Regions from separate parts of the Mus musculus genome. Here all the other regions are linked to region 2. Evidence: chromatin contacts called from public Hi-C and promoter capture Hi-C data. All regions are on one chromosome and are shown on one strand. The core of a region is the stretch at or near the end of the contact, and the rest is flanking DNA. Distances in the headings are between cores, read along the strand shown.

What was found. A called contact is a pair of places that touch in the nucleus more often than the background predicts. Capture Hi-C pulls out chosen DNA fragments and counts their contacts.
Region 1: a contact with region 2 is called in a promoter capture Hi-C map of liver, with 3 times the contacts expected there. The contact joins the promoter of Serpine2 here to the promoter of Acsl3 in region 2. A contact is called at or near these places in 3 of 39 promoter capture datasets (liver and pre-B cells), 2 of 115 datasets of contacts at active chromatin or transcription factors (acute myeloid leukemia and stem cell-derived neural progenitor cells) and 2 of 9 other capture datasets (adipose tissue and liver).
Region 3: a Hi-C map of bone marrow-derived macrophages shows a contact between it and region 2, with 11 read pairs. The contact joins the enhancer-like site here to the promoter of Acsl3 in region 2. A contact is called at or near these places in 5 of 39 promoter capture datasets (the 3T3-L1 cell line, the C10 cell line, embryonic stem cells and 1 more), 1 of 484 Hi-C or Micro-C datasets (bone marrow-derived macrophages), 6 of 115 datasets of contacts at active chromatin or transcription factors (acute myeloid leukemia, embryonic forebrain, embryonic stem cells and 3 more) and 2 of 9 other capture datasets (adipose tissue and liver).

The regions. Positions count from the first base shown.
Region 1 is chr1:79,855,460-79,860,015 of GRCm38.p6, reverse strand. Serpine2 (serine (or cysteine) peptidase inhibitor, clade E, member 2) reads left to right here and starts at 1,351. Exons shown (of 9, transcript NM_009255.4): 1 at 1,351-1,505.
Region 2 is chr1:78,655,627-78,659,894 of GRCm38.p6, reverse strand. It overlaps Acsl3 (acyl-CoA synthetase long-chain family member 3), which reads right to left and starts at 2,070. Exons shown (of 15, transcript NM_001033606.2): 1 at 1,792-2,070. Utp14b (UTP14B small subunit processome component) reads right to left here and starts at 2,070. Exons shown (of 3, transcript NM_001001981.3): 1 at 1,792-2,070.
Region 3 is chr1:79,709,151-79,713,800 of GRCm38.p6, reverse strand. Wdfy1 (WD repeat and FYVE domain containing 1) reads left to right here. Exons shown (of 12, transcript NM_001111279.1): 9 at 4,607-4,650. Among named protein-coding and RNA genes, the nearest start is that of Ap1s3, 40 kb to the right of the region's middle. Within about 2 kb of position 2,395, at least 151 of the 459 cell types and tissues checked have an H3K27ac peak or open chromatin away from gene starts, as enhancers often do. A contact at or near this core is called in acute myeloid leukemia, bone marrow-derived macrophages, kidney and 1 more, where this site is marked.

The DNA of each region.
Region 1 (4,556 bases), core at 102-2,601, 1.2 Mb before region 2:
TCACACTTCAAACTTGGCTCTCTAGTATAGTGATTCTCAGTCTGTGAGTCATGACCCCTTGAGGGGTCAAATGACCTTTTCACAGAGATCATCCGGAAACACTGATATTTATATGACAACTCATAACAGTAGCAAAGTCACAGTTATGAAGTAAGAAGGAAAATAATAGTGCTATGGGGGGGGGGGGGCGCACCACAACATGAGGAACCATACCTATTAAAGGGCTGCACCATTAGGAAGGTTGAGAACCACTGCTCTAGTAGTTTCTTATCTGCTTCCCCTCCTATCTGTAGCACTGCACCCTAATCCAGTGCCTTGTGCATCTGAGGCAAGCACCCTACCACCTAGCCACACCCTCAGTCCCTAATGCCTTCATCTGGAAAGCTGCTCTCAGTTTTTCAAGTCACACACACACACACACACACACACTCACACACACGGGTGGGGGAGTGTCTGTCATGGACACAGCTGTGTCAGTGTGGTTGCTCAGAGATCTGAGTTGCTCTAGCACTAGGTGCAGTTTATTTCACAGCCCTAAAGAGATTTACGGCTGTTTTTTCTTCATTGGGGCCAAACATGGGGCCTGATAGGGAGGGCGTTGCACCAAAGGCAACAGAGACTACCATGAAAGTCCCTACAAACCTAACCTGAGCAGAGGACTGAAGAATGCAGAAAGGGACACTCAGGTAACAGACCATGGGACATAACAGCCATCTGTTGCTGGCCTTGGGTCTGATAAGGTCTCAGGGGCTGAAGGTGTAGGTTCAAAACACCTGGATCTTCGGAGCTCTGAGAGTACTTCATGCTATCACCACAAGCAAGGGGTCAGTTTTCTGCATGTCCTTGCTTGTCATGTGCCTAGGAATCCCACAGCCAGCTCATCCACTAAGCAGGGATAAGTTGACTCTGGGGCACCTGGAGGACCTGTTCTAGACCTCCACGTCCTAGCTCCGTTATTTCCATCACCTGCAGGATTGCACACTGTCACCCCCCCCCCAACACCCCCAGACGACGCGTCTTGCGTCTCAGGGGCACACCACTGGCTTCTGTGTCGCCCACTCCTCTCCACTCCCCACAGGCTCATCCGGACGATCCACGTGCAGCTCGACCGGGGGTTGGCGCCGCACCTCGAGCCCGGCGCGTCTGGCCGGAGCTTTCTGGGGACCCGAACCCCCCAACCCCCGCGAGAGGGCGGCATCTGGCGACCGCGGGTCGGGCAGGGGGGCGTCCTAAAGTCCCCTGCGGTGCAGAGACGTTGCGGCCGGCTGCCACACAAAGGCGGCGGCGGGAAGGCGGGGCGGGGCGGGCCGGGGGGCGGGGGAGGCAGGAAGGGGCGGGGGCGGCGGCGGCGATAAAGCCCCCGCGCGGCCCGGCCGGCTAGTGCAGTGGTTGCACGGGAGTGCGGGCTGCACGCGTCACCGTCACCGCCGCCTGTCCCCCACCGCCGCGCAGCGCCGATCTCCCTCCCGGTTTCGGCCGCCACCTGGGGATCCAAGCGAGGACGGGTGAGTAGCAGCTGCGGGGTTCCCGCTGCTCGGAGGGGAGCCGGGGACTGTCCCCGGGGCAGCACCGCGACCGGTTGCTGGGGCGGGAACTTTCTCGAACCGCCTCGGGCCCCGCTGCGAGCGCTCCTGGCTCCCGCGTCCCTGTCCCCGAGGGTTTGGGCGTCCAGGTGTGCCGGAGGCTGACGGAACGCTCGCCGAGCTCGGGGTGGGTCCAGCAGGACTGCAAACCGTGACCCTGAACCCGAGGCGACTGGGCACTCACGGGTAGCACCGACCCCACACTTTTCCCGTGCGCGGGTCCCTGTCCCGGGCGACCGGCTCTCACTTGTAACCTTTGCCTGTGCAGTGTGGAGGTGGGCAGCGGTTTGGGGAAGGACTTCAGTTCACACTGGCCTTTGCAACAGGCTTGTCCCTAGGATACAGTAGCAGCTCTTTGCGATTTCTTATTTATTTTCATCATCTGTGGACCAGGGAATTGCGAGGCCGGTGAGTGACTCCAGGTAAGGTGAAAGTACTCAGAAATCCTCGGAGGAATTAGGTATTTAATTTGCCCCCACGATGAGCAGAGAGGGAAAGCTGCTATTACATAAGACAGCACTCCACCTTCAGGTATTAGGGAAGGTGCTGTTGAGGATTTTTAGTGTTTTAATGAACAAAACAGAATCTCCGCGTGTCTCTCCAGAGAAATCTCCAAACGCCGCTGGATCTTGCTTTGACTACTTTGCTGGGAACGTTCTTATATTTAGCATGAACATAAAAAGGTGTTTGAAGGTTTAACTTTTCTCTTTCAAGCCAGGAGGCAGTTTACTTTTCTGAACTGTTCTAGAACAATTGATCTGATCATCTTGTACTTTGGAGATTTTGTATCTGAATGGGAATACAGATAATGGGAGAAATGTCAGCATTACCGATTTGTGTATCTGAAGCACACTTAAAAATTGAAGGTGCTTTGAACACTTTCTGTGGTTCTAAAACAATAATTATACCCTGTTGGCAACATTTAAGCAAAAAAAAAAAAAAAAAAAAAAAAAATCTCAAGAGCTTCGCCACAGATAATGGAACCGTCAACAATGGAGTTTTAGCTGTTTTTTTCAGAGTAGTGTTTGAAATTTTTGTTCAGCTAAGGGTGACTCCTGAAGGTCATGAGCCGATGTCATCGTTCCTTCTTCTTTGAAAGAATCTAGGCAGAAATTTTCTCCCATGAACTTGACAAATTAGCACAGTAAGACAGAAATTGCCGAATCTCTAAAGGATGCTAATTTTCGGCCTCACACATAGGCGACTTGACAGTGGTCAGAGATGGGTTAGGATGGAAGAGTTGCTGCCCTCTTCTAGCCAGTTCTTCTCCCACAGGGTTTGGAACTTTGGCCTTTTCCCCCTCTTGTGGTGGTATTGCTGCGGGGACTCTCGATTCTGTGACCACGTCAGGTCCAGTGGTTTTCACACTCCACTTACTCAGTTGTTCTCTGGACATGTTCAAGACTTGCCCTCAACTGGGGGTGCTGTGCTTCTAATGTCAAAAACTCTGGCATCTGCTGGATGTAGTGATATAGATGCTCAAAAATCCCAGCGTGTGGGAGACTGGAACAGAAGGATTGCTGTGATGCTGACCTACATAGTGGGCTCCAGATCAGCCAGGGCTACACACACACACACACACACACACACACACACACACCAACCATTATCTTTAAACTCTAGGCTCCTCCCCTCCCTCAGGCTGCAAACAGGCTCTCCCATTGTAGTCTTCAATACAAAGGTTTTTTTTCCTGGTGCCTTCCATGCTTCAGGCTCTACAGGTGACCTAATAACCTATGGTTCTGAGAAAATAAAGACCACCAGACTTACTCCATGCATCACCTCTGGGCCACCCTATAAGCATTTCCATATTTACCTATCTCCCCAGGTCTGTATGTGTCTTCAGGGTTTTTTTTTTTTTTTTGGGGGGTGGGGGGTCGTGGAGGGTGGACTTTTCACCTTTGCTAAATATAGCAACTCCTGTCTTCCTGAGATTATCATTCTTATGGTGGAAAAACAGACAGGAAAGCACTGGTAAATACTGTGGTATAGAAAGGCTGGGAAATAATCAAGTTGAACTGGGAACTTGCAGAAGATGAAAGAGAAGGCTCCTAGTGTCAGTGACTAATGTTCGCAGCTCTATCCTGAATCCCAGCTCCCTCTGCTCGGAAACCTTCCTCCTCTCCCGTACCTTCTATGCATTTTCTCACCAGGAACCCGTCTGTTTCAGCTGTAATTTTGCATTGCTCTAACCTCCCCTGACCTGGCATTTTTACCTTATCCCTGGTGATCACCAGACCGCTCCATGCTTCTTAAATTAGTTCCCACTTCCCCAGTTTCCCTTGCCCTCAACCCCTGCCAGTCTCCCCAGAACAAAAAAATAACCTACCATTTCCTGCATGAACCACCTCCTGGGTGCTCAGCTGGCCTCTGCAATCTCCGGGGTGCTCAGCTGGCCTCTGTTTCATTAGAGTCCAGGTACTCTCTTCCATGCCTTTCTATAGCTCTCTTCCCTCTGGTTTTCCTTCCTAATAAATACTCTGCCTCTCTCAGATAGTTAGGCTATCTGTAGAGTCTTTGGCCGAACCAGTTTCCCAGGTTCGTTTATCATCAGGATGAAGTGAGTCTCAGGTTGACATCTGAGCTAAGAGCATTCTCCTATATTTCAACTGGTTACCAGCCTGGAGGTCTGAGACTGACTTTCTGTGTTTGCTTGCTGTATGCAGGTGTGTGTGTATGTGTTTGTATGCATGTGGAGGCCAGAGACCAACCGCAAGCGTCATTCCTTTCTCAGACACTGTCCCTCTGGTTTGGTTCGGTTTGTTGAGATATGGTTTCTCACTAGCTTGGATCTCCACAAGCAGACTAGACTGCTCAGGGAGCCTAAGGGATCCTCTCATCCCCACCCACCCCCCAATTCCCCCCATCCCCACATCCACCTTCAGCCCTCTAAGCCACTGGTTCTCAACTCTTTAATAAGTTTCCTTATGTTATGGTGGCCCCCAACCTAACATTATTTGTGTTGCTACTTCA
Region 2 (4,268 bases), core at 821-3,320:
ATATATTAAAATAAAAAAATATATTATTATAGTTGCTCAAAAAGCTCTGAAGCGCTTGTCCTATGTACATTTAATTTCAGCCTCAGAGCACAAATTGGACATCTAGGAAAAAAATCTCACATAATCCGTTCTTAAAAAGCAGCTCCCTGGATTTCCATGTAAATCATAATGCTTGTTAGAATCTTCAATCATCCAATACTTCACCTTTATTGCATGTAACATAGGTTGCAATCACCCATTTATCTACAAAATCCTTGGCATGTAGTCTAATCCCAGCCTGAGGGCACAGGGACAGATCAACCTATCCCTGTTATATCTCCCAGCACCTGCTAAGATGCCTGACATGACTCAATGAGAAGGCTCTCCGTGAACAATTAACTGAATCAGGAAGGCGCTAGTGTTATTCCCACACACAGTGTCCTTCAGTGTGTCCTTCTTTCTTTGCTTTCTCCAAGGAGGACATCTTGGGACTCACAGGGTACCAGTCACTCGGCCCAAATGTCCTACAAATCCAGTAACTGGACTCCAAAGATACCAGGTGACCCTCTCCTGTGGCCACACTGGAGTCAAGGCACTTTATGACAGAAGAATCAGAGCCTAAGTTAGAAAATACAATCAGCCTTCAACTCTACATGTGAGGGGTGCTCAGGGAGACACCAGAAAACGCACTCTCAAGTCCCAACACTTCCCTCTCTGTAATAAGCTTTGCATGCACTTCTAGGGGCAACTCAGCAGCACCCTTCAACAACACTCAGAGCCAAAGTGCGCATACAAAACAGCCTAAAACAAACAGGAAAAACAAAAACACCAAACTACAGCTCTGCAGAACCCCTAAGACCCAAAAGAACCTAGAAACCCAAAGCCACGGAAACCATTCAAACACCAACAGAGGGCTGTTGCTACTAAAGCCATCAGAGATTTGTTCTAGATTCAGACAGGCCCTCCTGGGGCTCAAGCTTCTCCTAGTAGCTCAGATCTGGGCTAAGTTAACGTGTCCACAGTGCAGGCTCTCTCGCTGTAAAACTGAGAATGTGCGACCGTCCCGGTGGACTAACAATGTAAACATAGCCATGCACAAAGTTCTTGGTGTGTGGCCTTTAAAAAAAGCTCAGTAAATGCCAGCTCTGTCATTCTAGGCAGTTATCAATCCCCCCTCTCTAGTTTCCACTGGATTCCCAAAAACTGTCCTGCCCTTTCTAAGTTGAGGGGCTCTATGTACAAGTGATCGGAATACCTGTTCTAGAACCAGAACGGACCATACAGTTGGATCTTCATCTGTGAAATCCCATCACGGGGATCACAAGTGACCCCCGGGGCTGCCTATGTATGCATCTCATGACTGACTCGTCCGAGACTAAAACGCACTTAGGAGGAGACACCAGAGGTTCCCCACGCCATTCCCACCGCCCGCACCCGCATTTCCTGTCCCACACCCGCAGTTTTCAGGGACCCTCTGGGCGCTGGTACCTCCCACGGACGCCGCGCGGCCGCGTGGAGCGGGACGACCCCACCCACGTGCCCGCGCCCGCGGAGGAGGCCGCGGTGCATCCTTCCTCCCGCGCCCGCAGCTCCACGCCGGCGGTTTCCCCGAATCCGCGAGGACGCCCTACTCGCCACTCACCCTCCACCAACCCCCGTTTCCCCGACCCTCGCCACGGCCCAGCACCCCGCGGCCCAGGAGTCCCCTCAGGCACCGGCGAGCGGCATGCACGCTCGCCGAGTGGGAGGAGGGAGGCCTGGCCGCCATCCCGCGACCCTCATCGCCTCACAACGGGCGCTGCGCGCACTCACCGCGGGCTCCGACCCACGCAGGCCTGGCTGCTCCTCAGAGCGGCTCCTGCCCAGCGCCACCTCCTCAGGACCCTGACGCAGCTGCTGGGGCCGCCCTGCGAGACGGGGACGACCGCCTGCTGCCGGCTCAGCCTCCCGCTCTGCCGCCGCCTCCTCGTCCGAGCCCGCGACCGCGGCCACAACCGCAGCGACGTTTCCCGGGCGCCGGCTGAGCAGCGTCTGTTGAGCCGCAGTCCTGGACGCGCACCCCGGGCTGGCGCTCGTTGCATATGCAAAGAGACCGCCGCCCATTGGCCCGCGGGCGGTGGCGCGTGCGGGGCTCGGCCTATCAAATGCCGGCCTGGGGAGCGCGGTGCTGGCGGCAGGGGCGGGGCGAGGTTACTATGGGTCATTCTGCGGAGCCGCCGACGGCTGGACCCGACTGGGGCCCTCGCAGGGCGGGGATTGAGCCCTTGGGGAGGGGAGCGGCGGGACGGACCCGCAGCTACAGCAGCTGCAGAGGGGAGCTGGGCAGGGGGCGCAGGGCGGGAAGACCTGAGGCGTCCAGGGTGCCCCCGCTGAGAACTGCAAAACCCGCCTTCACTGCTGCGATGCATAAATCTCAATATAAACGAAGAAATAACCTGCTTGTTTTTTTTTTTCCCCATTCTTCTCAGGACTGGGTTCGTTATCCTAGTTTGAACACGGATTTCTAGCAAATCTTGCAAAGAGAAAAAAAAAAAAATGACGTTTGAAAATGCTTGTGAAGGGGAAAGCTCAAAGCATGCCCTGTATTATTTCTCTTGCATGGGCTTCGTTTAATGCAGCGTGTATCCCGTTTACTCGTAAATCTTCGCATACCCACATTTCATGTTTGCAAAGGATGAAACTTTACTCAAAAATAATCTTTTATCAGCCGGGCGTGGTGGCGCACACCTCTAATCCCAGCACTCAGGAGGCAGAGGCAGGCGGATTTCTGAGTTCGAGGCCAGCCTGGTCTACAAAGTGAGTTCCAGGACAGCCAGGGATATACAGAGAAACCCTGTCTCGGAAAAAAAAAAAAAAAAAAAGCTTTATGAATCTTTATGACTGTGTGTGTTGTTTAGTTTGCCATTGTATAGATCCTCTTGGACACTACATCAGGATATAGGCATTTATTTTACAACTGCCTCCCCCCACTCAAAACATTCACCCAGCAAAACACAAATGACTAAATCAGCCACTGGAGTGTAATATTAGAAAGAGACTGTTCGTAGCAGAGTTGTTTTTTCTTAACCTAACCTATTATTTAGTTGGTCTGTGAACTTTTCTTTAAGTAGGTGAAAGGTCGAGTTGCTGTGCTAGCCTCAAGCTAAGGCAGAAAGAGGCTCACTTCCCAGGACAATCTTAAAAACTCCGAGGAGGCTGCCAGGACTTGAGCTAGGTGGAGCCATGATACACTCTACAAAGCCAGCTCACTCACTCACCTTGGGCCCCTAGCCAGTCTAATTGCCTGAAAGAACAGATAGTGTTTGACTCAAGCAGCCTGCTCCTACTAGGAATTTCACATTTCCCAAGGAAACCCTGCCAATAAAAGGAATGCAGAATTTCCAGTCTACAGAGGGATGAAGATGTGTACCTCAGAAGTGGTCATTCAGAACTGCAAACCTTGAGAAAAACTAAGCAACTTCAAGACAGCAAAACTAATAGTGAACCTTCCTCCCCAGTTAACAAACATAAAACACATGTGTAGAATTCCAGGGACATCTTTCTTCGTTATCTCTTTATAGGCTAAACAATATTTTATGGGCATGTATTTACATTTAACAGAAAATACTCTTGAGATTCAAATACTGAATTGGAATATTGTCTGCTGTTTAATACTAGTTAAACAGAAATTATTGTGCTTCTGTTCACTAGGCTTCTTTGTATGGTTGTTTAGTTCTTTGTGGGAGAGTGGGAGCCAAGATCTCATGTAGCTCAGACAGGCCTGGATTTTACTATGTAGATCAGGGTGGCCTAGAATTCACAGTGATTCTAGGATTACAGGTGTGATACACCTCTTTAGGCTTTGTTTACACCTGGAAACTCGTGCTTACACTAAGCCCACAGGCTAACCTTAAACTCCAGACAATCTTCCAACCTCACCTAGGTTTATTTATTGTCGTTGTTGTTTTGAAACAACAGGGTGTGATGACTCACAACTTTAATCTTAGTACTTGGAAGGCAGAGGCAGATAGATCTCTAAATTTGAGGCATGCCTAGCCTATTTAGTAAGGTCTAGGCCTGCCAGAAGCAGAAGATGGTGTTTTGTTGAGAGAGAGAGAGAGAGAGAGAGAGAGAGAGAGAGAGAGAGAGAGACTGGCAAGGTGACTCAGAGGATTATAGGTGCTTAGTGCGAAGCTTGATGACCTGAGTTCACCATGGGATACAAGTACACATGCACAAAATAAATATAATAAAAAGAAAAAGCAAAAACACATCTGGGCACAGTGATCCCAGCACTAGAGATGTTGCGG
Region 3 (4,650 bases), core at 1,146-3,645, 1.1 Mb before region 2:
CACTTTGTCTTTTCAGTTTTCCAACTTGCAGGCTGGAAGGTGGCTGAGAGGTGAGCACACCCTGGCTTTCCACTGCTCCACCTATGGATTATTGCCTAACAAAGTTCAGCCTGTCTTTTAAACTTTTAAAAATTAAATTATTTTACTTGTGTGTATACATGTATGTACACATACATGTAAATGTGATGTGTATATATTGCATTTGTGTATCTATGCATGGGTGCAGGTTTCATGTGCATGTGAAGCCTGTGGTCAAAACTGGGTGTCTTCTTCTCTTGCTCTCTATCTTGGTGTTTGAGACACCAAGTCCAGTGCTCACTGATTTGACTCGACTGGTTGGCCAGCAACCCCATGGGTTTACCTGTCTCCAGCAATCCAGCTCTGGGATCACAGGCTTATGCCACCATGTCTGGCTGTTTGTGTGAGCGCCTGAGATATGAGCTCACAGGAAGCATTCTGCTGACTCAGCCTTCTCTGCTGTGCCGTATTCTGTCCTGGGTGAGAGTTTCTGGCATTGATGAACAGTCTGAACAGATGGGCAGCATTCAGGTTGAATATTAGCTTGGAGGACTCTTTGCAATCAACAGCCTTCTAGCTTATCCATGGATTCGGACTCCTGGAGGCCTTCCTGAGTATTCAGGTTGCTCCAGAGCATTGCAGCTTGGAAGCCCTGAGAAGGATGTCACAGGGCATACTAGCGAGGCAGTTTCCTGGGGAAAATGCACCTCTGTTCTCTGCCGCGGACCAGCCTCAGTCAGGCCCCCTCAATCCTCAGGAGAAAATCTCCGTTACAGGTGGGCAAGGAGTTGGCGACGCAAAGGGTGACAAACAAATAGGAACACACTGTAATTTTTCTCAAAGTGAGCACCAGTCTTACCAGTGACTTTTACACAAAACAGAGGAATGCATACAAAAAGCTAACAGGAACCAAGTGGGGTAAAAATTACTATTAACAACTGGGATCAAAAGCAGCCCCACCGAAGGTCAGCTTAATCTTAGAAGCCAGGGGCAAGGGCTTCACGCCCTGTCATTGTTCCAATTCTAGTCTATTGTGTAGTCCACCTTGCCCCATAGGCCATGCCCCATAGGCCATTGTAAATTCCTGTGTATCGGTGTAACTCAGCTATCTATAGTTCTAAGTATCTACTCTGGTTCCTCCCTAGACCACAACCTTCCTTCTTCCTAGATAACGGTAAATTCTTGCATATGGGAGTAGCTTACCCTGAGATTTCTAACTCTTATCCAGTAAAATACTATAAGAAAGCATGCAAGACCCTCCATATTATCGCTGGAACAAATTTGGAGCACTCGTGCTTTGGGAATGCCAAGGTTCCAGGAGACTAAGATTCCGTGAACTTTTCGCCTTGGGACTGCGTCCAGGTTTTGGGGGCCTGTCACCCGTGTCACTACTGGATTGGATGTAGTAGTTCTCTGCTTTTATTTTGCATTGTGCTGTCTTCCACTAAGTCCAAACTGATACATTTATCTTTAAGGCAATCTGGTTTTTAGATTTCTTTGAGCCCCTAACTAGTGTGGATAAGTCTAGATAAGTGTTTTAATCTCTGAATATCTATTTCCTTTTCTATAAAGTGAAATCATTGTTTGAGAGGATGTCTAAGGTGCCTCCATTTCTTTAGAATCTGATCGTCTGCTCATTTGAGTGACACCACAGTGACTCTGCTTGACCTTGTCACCATGAGGTTCTTCAATTATTCATCCCATGCAAATTTCTGAAAATAGATCTGGTGTAGGGGTGTGCACATCCTTAGGCTTTTTATAGCTGTCATCAGATGGTTTCCAGGCAGGATCTCCTGCTCATCTCTGCTGGCACCTGTGAGGTCTGACTTTGCTCAGTGACATCGATGGCTCGTAATGGTGATAGCAGAAGTGGATCTAAAGAAGGACGATGGATGGGTGGTAAAGACAGGTTCACTACAGAAGCATTAGCAGGCAAGTACAGGGTGGCCGCACTGTCTGACAGCTTAGGGGAAAACACATGGTAAATGTTGGGTCTTACCTACAAGAAACTTGCCATCCCATAAAGAAACCAGACTGCTCTATAACTGATAAAATGTGCTGCCTAAGTCAGAAGTATTACTAAGTGCCAGGTTTCCTGCCAGCTTTGTGTGGCAAGCCAAACCGGAAACTCCGGTTGCATGGCTGCTGATGAACTTCTGGTTTTGTATATTCTAAAACTCTTTTGGTAAGGCTTGGAGTGTGTGTTGCACCACATACTTCGTACCGGCTCTGCAGTGCCGCGTGCTAGGGCTTTCCTTGCGGATGGATGCCTGCTAGGACTGGGTTCTGTCTTCCCCAGCCTCCAGCTCTACACACCAGGAATGGCTGGTGTGCCGTCTGTTTCTTGGGTCCATCCTTCCTGCCTTCCTCTGAGAGAACAGAGATGCGAGAGGGAGGGTGCACTTCCTGCATAGCCAGGCACAGCTGTGGGAGTCTCTTGGGTTTAACTACTCTGCCTTCACCCCACGTTTGTTGTACTTTGTACACTCTTTTAGAAAATGCAGTCAGAAAGTGGGAGCATCGTCCTTCCTTCAGATTACATAACGGTGGACTGTAATTGTGCGTGTGGGAAAAGAAAAATACAGCCCTGTCTGTCAAGGTGCTTCCTGTGGGCAAAGACGACTTCCTGCTAGTCATCTCTCTAATGGAGCAGGGGGAAAATTCTATCAAAAGAGGCATTATTTTTAGTAGATACTAATTTTTTCCTAGCTAGGGAAATGTAATACAAAGGTGAATAGTCTGTTGTCTGTGAGGGCTGATCCTGTGTGGGACCCGGGTCTTCCTTAGCCAGTGGCCAGAGGATAAAGCACGGTTCTCCAGCTCCACACTGCTCACTTGGAGTGTCTCTGGACTGTTTCCAGCCCACCGTGGCTATGAACTCCCTCCCACAATAGACCATATTTGCTTCCCTGACAGAGTATAATTAGGGCTGTTCCTTTTGGGAAATAAGTATGAATGAACAAGTAACCATAGTTACGGAGAATATTTAAGCAAGCAGACTTTAGAATGTAGAATACTGTACTTATCTATCAATACAGTGTAGATGAGTTAGCAGTTAGTGGCAGTAATAAAGAGAGATTATTAATAAGTCCCTCTACTCAGATTAGATGGAAAAGGATGCAGAAAAGAGATAGAAGTCAGTGCTTCGTTAACATCCTCCTTTCTGGACTGAGAATGTCGCTGAGTGGTAGAGCATTTCCCTGGTGGGAGCTGCCGGGCCCTGGTTCACCACCCCTCACTGTGCTGCTCTCTTTCTGAGGGCAGCGTCTCATGTAACCCACACCAGCCTGGGACCCTGTCTGTGGCCTGAGCAGGGCTTTGGCCTCCTGATCTTCCTTGCCTTCACTGCCTGAGTGATGGAGCTATATAAGCATGTGCCACCACCCTCGACTTCTGCAGCTCTGGGGATCAAACAAACCCAGGGCTTCCTCCATGGGGCAAACAGTCAGCAGCTGAGCTTTGTCCTCAGCTCTGCTCTGCTCTTCTCAGCGCAAACAGCCTCTGTTCTCCATAGACAACACTCACAGAGCTCGCGCTAACCTAGAGTTTAACACCCGCTTCTGAGTAGTAACAAAATAAAATGACAGATTTTCTTGTTTTAAAGTTTGTTCCAAAACACATGTCTATTTATGCACTGACTACTGTTTGCTCTCTCAATGTACTAAAAGCATACTTTTCCCTTCCCTTGTGCTCTTCTGCCCTCTAGATCACCAGAGTAATATGCTGTCTTCTTAACCATGGTTTTCCGAAGCCAGAGCTCAGCTGTCACTTCCCAGTCCCGAGTTTTGAGACCTCATGTCATAAAGGGGAATACAGCCCTTTTTTCACAGGCTATGGGGAGCATGGTGGACTATCAGGAGAGATAGACCAGCCTCTTTCATTTTCTGTGGTCTTCAGCTTCTGTCTGACTATGGACAGTTGCTCCAGGCTGTAAGCCACAGTTCCTTTGCCTGAACAGTGGCAGTGGTGGTGTTCTGGATCCCTGTGCTTGCTACACAGATTTGGTGCATTTAAGCACATCAAGTACTGTGTACTGCTGGGATTCATAGCGCCTTTGTACATCAGGCACTGTTGAGAACACTTAGCTGTACAGCCTTACAGGGACTGTACCAGATGAGGAAACGGGGGACGTGGGAAAGCTAGGGTTGGCACCTGGGATCTGACCTGGACTTATCTGACCAGAGTGGTTCTGATATTAGAACCACTCTAACTGTGAGAAAGTAATGGAGAATTCCAATTGAGTCACTTAGAAGCACACACGGATGTCTGGGAATCTGTTGACAGCGGGAGTTGAGAATGGGAGTGCACATCTGTAACTGTAGCACTTAAGAAGCTGAGGCAGGAGCATTGCTAAAAGTTTCAGGCCAGCCAGACTATATAGTGAGACCGACTCCTAAAAGCAACCAACCATATAAAAACAACAACAGAACATCTAAACACCATGGGATTGATCATGGGAACCTCAGCTAAAATGTAATGTGGGATTTAAAAGAAACATGGAGTCCAGAACGTTTCAGAACTCTGTGCTAACGTCTGGAAGGCCAGTGTAAACATGTAGATGTTGGCTTTGCTTCCCTGCTGCCCCCAGGCTCCTCAGTGGTTAGAAAGCGACTCCTGTCAGAAGTGTGAGCA